Regions from separate parts of the Mus musculus genome. Here region 2 is linked to region 1. Evidence: chromatin contacts called from public HiChIP or PLAC-seq data. All regions are on one chromosome and are shown on one strand. Each heading gives the region's core, a stretch centred on a gene start, on an enhancer-like site or on the middle of the called end of the contact. The rest is flanking DNA. Distances are from core to core; before and after follow the strand shown.

Region 1 (4,635 bases), core at 1,121-3,620:
CAAACTGATTACATTATAGATAATGCATTTTAAGAGAAGAAAGAGGAGAATCCACTTGACAAGATCCCATGCACTGTCAGCAGTCAAATAAAGACTTGAATGTCAAAGAATGCCCAGCTATCCAAAAAGGAAGGAAGGAAGGAAGGAAGGAAGGAAGGAAGGAAGGAAGGAAGGAAGGAAGGCAGGCAGGCAGTTAGAAAAGGAAAGGAAGGAAGGAAAAAAGAAAGAAGAGAGAAATTTGATTATTAAGAACACTTTGATGAGTAACTGCTGAAAGTTCCAGAAACTAAACTTCGAGGAAATATGCACAGCACGTGGCATCAAAGCACAAGACTTCATGCTGCTACTGAGACTACTGATCAAATGGAACTGGAGATCTAACAAGTGACTCCTGTGCGTGGCACAACCTTACTCCTAACAGTTAACTCAGACAGTACAGAAACAACCACTGAAGCCCTCCACAGGACTATCTATGGTTGCCACAATTGTGGGCAAGTCCACAGAATTAGCAATCACCCATCATTCAGGTTTCTAAGAGAGTCTAAAATAATTGATCCTTATTGTAAACACATATGGCACTCAATACTTATATATCTGCTTTTTTTTTTCCTTGGAGACTGCTTACCAACAGGGGACACAGAATTTGAAGTGAGGATCGACCCTGATGAAATACTGACAACCAGGGCAGAGTGTGGGAGTTCCTGCTTTAATTATGAGATTATTAAACTGCATAAGATCACTTTTTTCTGCAAGGACACAGCTCTGGGTAAGTGGTAAGTCTCTGAATCATACAGGGCTAGTGCTAAAATATGTCACTAAAAGGTCTCTTTCCTTCCCCTTTTAAGTTGAAACATTTCTTTTTCTTTTCGTGTGCATGTGCGTGTGCGTGTGAAAGAGAAAATAGAAGTTCTGAGTTGTGTTGAACATCCTTTTAACAGAAACTTTCCGACCGGCCCAAAAAATAAGCAGCACTGGGCTGCATGTGGCTTTTTGAGCTGTCTCTGAGGAACCCACTGCTTTCTGTGCCTTCCAGGACTGGATTTTAATCAGAACCCTCAAAGAGGTATCTCCAAGCTAAGGCCACAGAAGCCCAAGTGCCTCCAAGCTACCTGATCGCAAGACCCAATGAAAAAAAGCAGAGTCTCCAGCAAAACTTCTCACTTCCTGCCACCGGTGAGGGAGGCTGGGCTGGCTCCCCTTACGTTTTCAGACAAGCTATAAACACAACCTTCCAGTTTGCTAACAGGCCACGGGCTTAGGGGGCGGGGTGGGGAACTTCAGGAAGGCTCTCTGTGTCCCTCTTGGTTTATTTCCTCTGAGCAGATAACGGTACCAAACGCCCTCCACTTCCTAGAGTCCTCATCTATGGCACAGTTCCTCTTTCCAGAACGTGAGGACCAAATGAAAGCAAAAAATAAGTCAAAGCAAAATTAACCCCACCGCTTCATCTCATCCCTTCTCATTGTTATTTTAGAGCCGACTCCCTCTTTGTTATCACACACACACACACACACACACACACACACGGGGGGGGGGGGCAGAAAGGTGAAACGCGCCCTAGGATAACTTATTTCTTCCCGCCTCCCAGAAACCTTTAGGATTCCATACACCATCTCCCGACGCAAGGCTTTATTAGTTCTGCTTAGAAGCTAAGTCATTTCAAGGCAAGTGAGGAAAAGCCCCCAAGCTGAGAACTGAGAGGCAGGGCAAAGCGGAGCGCACCTAGATGTTTGCATTTACACAAAGAAATTATCCGGATGATTAATGGGAGCCTCTGACGGGCAGCGGGGTCGCGGGGTGGCCTCCATACCTGGGACATCTGGGGCCTCAGGTTGATCTCCTTCAGATTGATGGAGTGTGGCCGCAGGTTGTTGAGCAGCTGGCAGAGCAGGACTCCATCGCGAAGGGTCTGCGCCAGGTCGAACACCTGCGCCGAGTCCCAGGTCACCCGATGGTTGGGGGGCAGCACCTTGCTGTGGATGAGCCACTGAGCGCACTGCTTCCACGGCTCCATGTCCGACGGCTCCCGGACCCGGCCCGGCCGGGGCGGGCAGCGACTCTGAGGTGGCCGCCGCGGAGCGTCAGAGCCCCGCCGACGCCAGTCGCGCTGATGGCCCCTGGTTCGCTTTGCCTTTCTGGAGCGGGCGCCGCTGCCGGCGGCTCGGGGACGCCGCGTGGGACTCGCCTCGGGTCCCCGCCCGGATGCGCCGCGGCCCGGCCGCCGCTGCAGCAGCGAGTGCCGCGCGCTCTCGGTGCGCCCCGGCCGGCTCCGCTGAGCACTGGCTTCCGACTGGCGAGCCTGGCGCCCCGCGACTGAGCATGCCCAGCGCGCCTGGCCGGTCTGTGCGGTCCGCGAGTCCCCGGAGGCGCGGGTGCGAGCGTGCCCGCCGCCCTGGCTGGGGGTCCGGGGCTGAGGGCGGGGCGGCTGGGGGGAGGAGCGGGCCGAGTTGGGGCGGCGGCCACAAAGGGGATCCCGGCGCCCCCGCCCGCCCGTGAACCCTCGGATGAGTGGAGCTTGCACAACCCCGGGGCGTCCAGGGATTAGCCCATCGGCGCGGCTTCCTAGGAAGTGTGGCTGAACACTGAGATTCGCAGGGGTGTCCCCGGGGACACCCTGAACAATGAATGCGATTTAAATTAAGAGGGTCTCAGAGGAGCCAAGGCTTAACTGGGACACAGGGAGCCTGGAGAAATGAGATGTGCACTACGCGCAGCTGGAGAACGCAGCATGGAAAGTTTGTGATCGGCCCCTGGTCCCGCCTCCTCCAGGTCCATCCTCAGCCCCTTCCTGAAAGTCAGTTTCTTCTGAGAATGTTTTGACACCTTGAAAGTGCGTGACGTGGGGACAATTGCAGCTTCAGCCTAGGTAGAGGGAAAGAAGTAGGTTTTGCATATCTCCCAGGCTTGGAACTGTTCACTAAAGCAGTCCAGCGCCTTTTGCTGATCTTCAAAATCCTGCCTGAGAAAAAAAGAAAACTGGCCGGTGACACAGAGGCAAGAGCGCGCATGCGTCAGTGACTTGCCACCAGGTTTGAGCTCAAATCGCTTCAGTACCGAGACACTGAGAGACTGGGTCAGCATATTTGGAGAACCCTGGGGAAAATTGGAAAGTTCCCCCCCACACACACCCACACATGTCAACTCTGTCATACTGAGGCAAGGTTCTCCCTGTCTTTTTTATTCCCACTGCCCTACAAAGCCGAAAAGGGTGTATAAGCTTTTTGTAGTAATATATTATTTCACTGAACTCTGACAACTCCCTGTAAATGCCCTCTTCGCTAGTCTTTTTTTTTTTTTAATTGAAATCTAGTTTGGTGGGATTTTATATCTGTTGTTGCTGCTGCTGCTGCTGCTGCTGCTGCTGCTGCTGCTGTTTCATTAGATATTTGTAGCTCAAATTTTCGATTGTGGATCTTATTGATTTTATAAACAGGACAAAACGTAACTTTTAAAAAGTACATGATCTGTTGGGACAGAAGTTCGCTTCTTTTATGCGTGACTGTAGCAAGCGTGGCCTGCTGTGTACACAACCAGCCTTAAACAATAATAAATCAGCCTAAGGATTTCCTTTCCTCGCATGCATCCGTCCCCAGCAACTTCCTCTGTGCACACTGTGGAGTCCATCAATAGCACAATGTTTCCTAGACCATAATAGGTTTGAAAGCCTGAAACTACAGGAGGATCAATCCTTAGCAATACTGTATCACCGAAACTGTAAAGTGCATCCTAGGCACGAAGATTATCAACAGCAGTGTTGCAATAAAATAGAACATTATAATCATAAATCGTGAAAGAATGTATAAAATATATATACTTTTTCTTTCTGGAATTTTCCATGTGATTTTTTTTGGGGGGGGGGGGTTGGCTGTTGACTACCACTTTCCTAAAAACTCAGAATGCAAAACCATCAAAAAGAGGCAAGTACTGTAAGCCATGTTACTCATTATAGATCTTTACAAACAAAACACACATGACTTGCCATTTAAAATGTGGTCCTGCATAAGAAGAAGTGGCGCTGGAAAAGAGGAAAGATGATAAGGAAAAAGCAAAGACTAGCCAAGCATTTCATTTTAGGTAGCATCAGATCATCCCTTAATACTGTTAAAATATTTCCAAAATCCAGATCATGTGTACCGACCAGTAAACAAACCTGGATTTAGAATCCAAGTTAAGCTGCTTTTTGATAACCTTGGGCAACTTCTATTCTTCTAACCTTCATTTTCTTCACCTATAAAATGAAGGAAGTGACCCTTGCCACGTTGGGTTGTCAGAATAAAAAAAAGAGTACGCCTTGGTACTTGGAATGAATACATAGACAGGAGTATCACTGTGGACCTTGTAAGACTCTCGGGCCTGAACAAAATACCCATGGAAGGAGTTACAGAGACAAGTGTGGAGCAGAGACTGAAGGAATGACCATCCAGAGACTGTCCCACCTGGGGATTCATCCCATAAACAACCACCAAAACCAGACACTATTGTGGATGCCAACAAGATCTTCCTGACAGGAGCCTGATATAGCTATCTCCTAAGAGGCTCTGCCAGTGCCTGACAAATACAAAAGTGGATGCTCAAAGCCATCCATTGGACTGAGTACAGGGTCCCAGTGAAAGAGCTAGAGAAAGTACCCAAGGA
Region 2 (4,326 bases), core at 399-2,898, 620 kb after region 1:
TACACTTATTAAAAAGTAGGTGTATATAAATATATATTCTATTTTTTAAAAGACAGGGTCTCACTATGTAGCCCTGGTTGTCCTGGATCTCACTGCATAGATCAAGATGGCCTCAAACACACAGAGACCCACTTGCTTGTGCCTCCCAAGATCTGGCATTAAAGGTATGTGAGACAATACCTGACTCTTGTTATTTTTTGTTTGTTTGTTTGTTTGTTTTTGTTTTGTTTTGTTTTTTGACCATTAAATGTCTTCAAGTAGAAGAATGGCACAATCTCATGGATGCATGCGTTTGGAAAGAAGATTTACAAAACAGTTCAACTGATTAGGAAGATAGACATTGCTGATAGCTGAGATAAAAAGTCCAATCTATGAGAGAAGGGGGCACAGGAAAGAAACGATTCGCTTTGGCTATGCAGAATTTAAAATACTTTTTATTGTGGTTTACTGTACCAATTCCCACAAAGAATTTATGAGTATGGAAGAATTATAATATCTACCTCTGAAATAGTACAACCAGCTAATTCAGCTTTTTATAAGAACTTGGTATTAAGGGTGCTCGCTGATAATAATAAGAGAACCACTTATTGAACAGCTTCGATGTGTCAGCAGCTGTGTTAACCATTTCATAAACTTTACCTCCTGAAGCATCATGACAGACCTTATTAGAGGAGGTCTCATTATCTGTGTTTTACAGCTGAGGAAGCTAAGGCTACAGAGGACAGACGCCTAACTGGTTCAAAATCAGTCAGTAGGAAGAGGCCCGAGCTGAAATTCAAACCCAGGTCTGGCTGGTGCTAACACTATCTCTATACAGTTTTCCATGACACACATATAGTGGTCACGGCCATCACCACAGAGATGCTGAAACTAGAATTTCTTTAACAGGTGCCCAATCCTGTAAAACATTAAAATTTCATCCCAGTGGAGAAATAGGCAGTGGCTATAGATAATGTAATGTAACCAACGTCATCAGCTTCACAGCAGAGACTCTAGTTTAAACATTTGATGAACAAGCTAAGATCTATTTTTTGGTGAACTTGATATGAAGGCATGAATAGAATGGGAATGCAAGCCGCCGGAGCGGATTAAATTCGCCATCTCTGCTTTTCCTGGGAACCAGCGATCCTGCAGTCAGAAGAAGTTTGCTTTCCCAACATCTGGAAACGCCAGAACTGTGTGTGACACTGCCTCAAGAACTGAGGCTCCTTGTTCAGACTTTCACACGGGACCCTCTGTTCCTTTCACACAGGCCTCTTTCTTTCTCACATCTGCCTCTTGGAAGACTTTCCCAGGGCGGGACTGAGCCTGCAGGGAAAGAGGCAGTGGACTGGGGCTCCTGGGTTCAAAGTCTGAACTAGACCCAGCTTGAACTCTGATGTTTATTGTCCCACTTTTCGCCATCTGAAGGAGAAATTCGAGGACAATAAGCTTCTAGTTGGCGGAGGATCTATCCGCAGCAGAGGAGAATCAAGCGCTACAGTCCGAGAGGCAAACCCCACACACAGATCTTTAGAAGGAGGGAGCCCTGGCTCGTCTAGCCCCGCCCTCCACCCGCCTAGCCCCGCCCCACCGGTGCCATTGGCCGGTCCAAAAAACGCGGGGCGTTGTCAGTTTGAATGGGCGAGCCTGGAGCTAGGCGCAGGCGCAGAGGAGTACAGGCGCTGAGGGAGCCTTGCTGGCGGTGAGACCCTCTGAGAGGCCAGGGGGAGGCCGAAGCTCTGGCCCACGTGACCTGCCGGGGGCGGGCGCCCGGGGCGCTCGCCAGCCTCCCGCGGTGCCCCTGCTTGGCTCGGCGTCGCCGCCGGGACCCGACTTGGGGAAGCGCCGCGGTTCCTAGTCTACGGCCAGAGGCGCTCATCCCTGCAGCGGTTCCTTGTTCTCAGGAGCCGCGGGCCGGAGGGAGGTGAGCGGAGCCTGAGGGGGTGACCCAGTGGGGTGTGTGGGGGCGTGGGGCGGGGGTCTCTGGACCACCGAGGCTCGACGGGCTCGGGTGACGCTGGGACCCGGGAGCTCCGTGGGGGGCTTCGCACCCGCACCATTTAGGCTGTTGTCCCCTAAGTGAGGGGAGACTGGGGATCGGGCTTCTGCAGACCTTGAAAATACTTGCTGGGATGCAGCGACTTCACGCGTTTTCCGAGCGTAACAGACGGTGGATACAAAGCCGAATCCCAGTGGATTCGAATCCCAGGCACGTCGCCGGCCCCGGGTCTCCACACCAGACACCTTTGTCAAGTCACATTTAAACTCCTGAACTTTTCGGATCCCAGACTTACTGGCAAGCGAAACTGATAGATCGTTGTAACCAGCTTTATAGCAAGCGTAACATGTTTGAGATCTTAGCCGGAAAGCTGTAAACTTAGTATCTTCAGATGAAAAGTGGAAAACGTAATTTCCTTGTATTTTAATGGTAAACAATTAGGTGGCTTTAACAAGTATCATTTGAACTCTGTTGAAACGAGTAATGATGGCAATGTTTATTTGCCTTAATGCATTATTTAAACGCCGGGTAGACTTAGAATAGGTAAGTTCTTGACTCTCCTCTCGGTGCTTTGTGTTGATTGGACTGCTGTGTGGTTTGTGTTGTAAGTTTTTGTCACCAGCGAAGCAGAATTTTCAGACTGCCTCTTTGGAAGGCTAAACTGAAGATTTTCCGGCTTGTTAGTAACCATCGTGATTGCTTCTGGTAAAGAGCACTTTTGCCTGGGGTTTCGACGTGCTAAGAGCAGAGATTCGTTCCGCCTAAGTTCAAAAGCGAAGGTTCCTGTCCTTTGACTTGAGGGCAGTGGGGGAGTTCAGGGATGCCCGGCCGGTTCTAGGCATTCATAGGCCCCTCTTGCAAACTATTTCTAACTTACAATTCGAGGATTGGACTGGTTATGAATTCAGAGACTGTGGAGTATTGTGGAAGCGTGTCCCACGGAAAAATAGTTTAGCTGAATTTTCAGTAGGTCAGACATACACTATTACAAGTATGTTTTGATGTAAACCTGAGATTTAATAGTAGGCTAGTTACAAAGGTAATGCACTATATATAGTGTGGCTCCCCACACCTCACCTCCTCTGTACTTGGGTTTGAACTCTAAACCATGTGAACACTAAGCAAGAGTTCTATCACTGAGGTAATTCCAGATTATTCATTTATTAATTAATTAATTCATTCATTCATTTATTTGAGACCTATTGTTGCTAAATGTTTAGGGCTGGCCTGGAACTTGGAATCCTCCTGTCTCAGCCCAGTAGCTGGGATTACAGCTACTGGGCTGTAATATGTGCACAAATTCCACCTGGTATGAAATGGCTGGCTGACTTTCTTCTTCCTTCCTTCCCTCCATTCATTCAGTGTAGTTTTGAGACAGGGTCTCAGATAGCTGAATTTGGCCTTGCACTCTTTGATTCTCTTTCTCCATCCTCCCAGTGCTGTGATTACAGGTGTGCACCATACATGCTTAGGGTCAAATCCAGGGCAGGTGTATGCCGAGCAAAACCAAACCACATCCTCAGCCTTCACCTTTCTTACCCATAAAGTACTCCAAGACTTACCTAAAAACAAACAAACAAACATACATACCCCCACCCTCACCCCACACACCTGTGGGCATTTGTTTTTAAAACTGTGTAATTAATAGGCTACTGGTGGGATTGAGACTACTCCCTAATCTCAAAGCACCAGCTACTGCACTTAAATGGCCATGTGTTTCTGAATCCCACTTGTGGCACATAATTCTACTTAAAACCACAATACAGTCGGTGGTTTGTTATGAAGTGTGGAGGGATCTATCTACCCTTGTAACGATGGTCTCGCTTTGTGTGTGTGTTCTAAAGCAAATAACACTTCCCATAGCTTTTAACCTTTCCAAAGACACAGAGCAAAGTTTACTTGAATCTGCAAGAATATAAATATAGTCTTCTCCACTGTTAGAAATGTGTTATAAACTCTGTTTTTGCACGGTTACAGAATTCCCTTTTATCCTGATGGTTGAACCCCAGTTCTTGCCCTCACCTGCTTCCTGCTCTGCTGAGCTACACCCCAGCCTCATTCTCAGACCTAGATGGTTGGACATCTGTGGTGCACAGAATATTTACTGATGTCCTGAGTGGGCAGAGAGGCTCCTTAGTCAGTTTTGAGTTTTTGCAGTACTTTTCACCTTGTCTCCTCATCTGGCCCTGTGTGATGCTGCCTGTTTCTTGTCCTAACATGTAATTTTGCTATTTCTTTGTTGGAAAAAAAGAATAATAATAACCCTACAAGTTTCCCATTGGAAAACACACACACACACACACACACACACACACAGAGCCTAATAGGTGCTTCAGCCAGACAGT

Evidence for each region. HiChIP or PLAC-seq counts read pairs in DNA pulled down with a chosen protein or histone mark.
Region 2: a FOXA1 HiChIP or PLAC-seq map of pancreatic cancer cells shows a contact between it and region 1. The contact joins the promoter of Gpsm2 here to the promoter of Vav3 in region 1. A contact is called at or near these places in 1 of 115 datasets of contacts at active chromatin or transcription factors (pancreatic cancer cells) and 1 of 9 other capture datasets (adipose tissue).

Annotation. Positions count from the first base shown.
Region 1 is chr3:109,338,418-109,343,052 of GRCm38.p6, reverse strand. Vav3 (vav 3 oncogene) reads right to left here and starts at 2,370. Exons shown (of 27, transcript NM_020505.2): 1 at 1,811-2,370. The coding sequence starts at 2,014.
Region 2 is chr3:108,719,621-108,723,946 of GRCm38.p6, reverse strand. Gpsm2 (G-protein signalling modulator 2 (AGS3-like, C. elegans)) reads left to right here and starts at 1,648. Exons shown (of 15, transcript NM_029522.2): 1 at 1,648-1,906.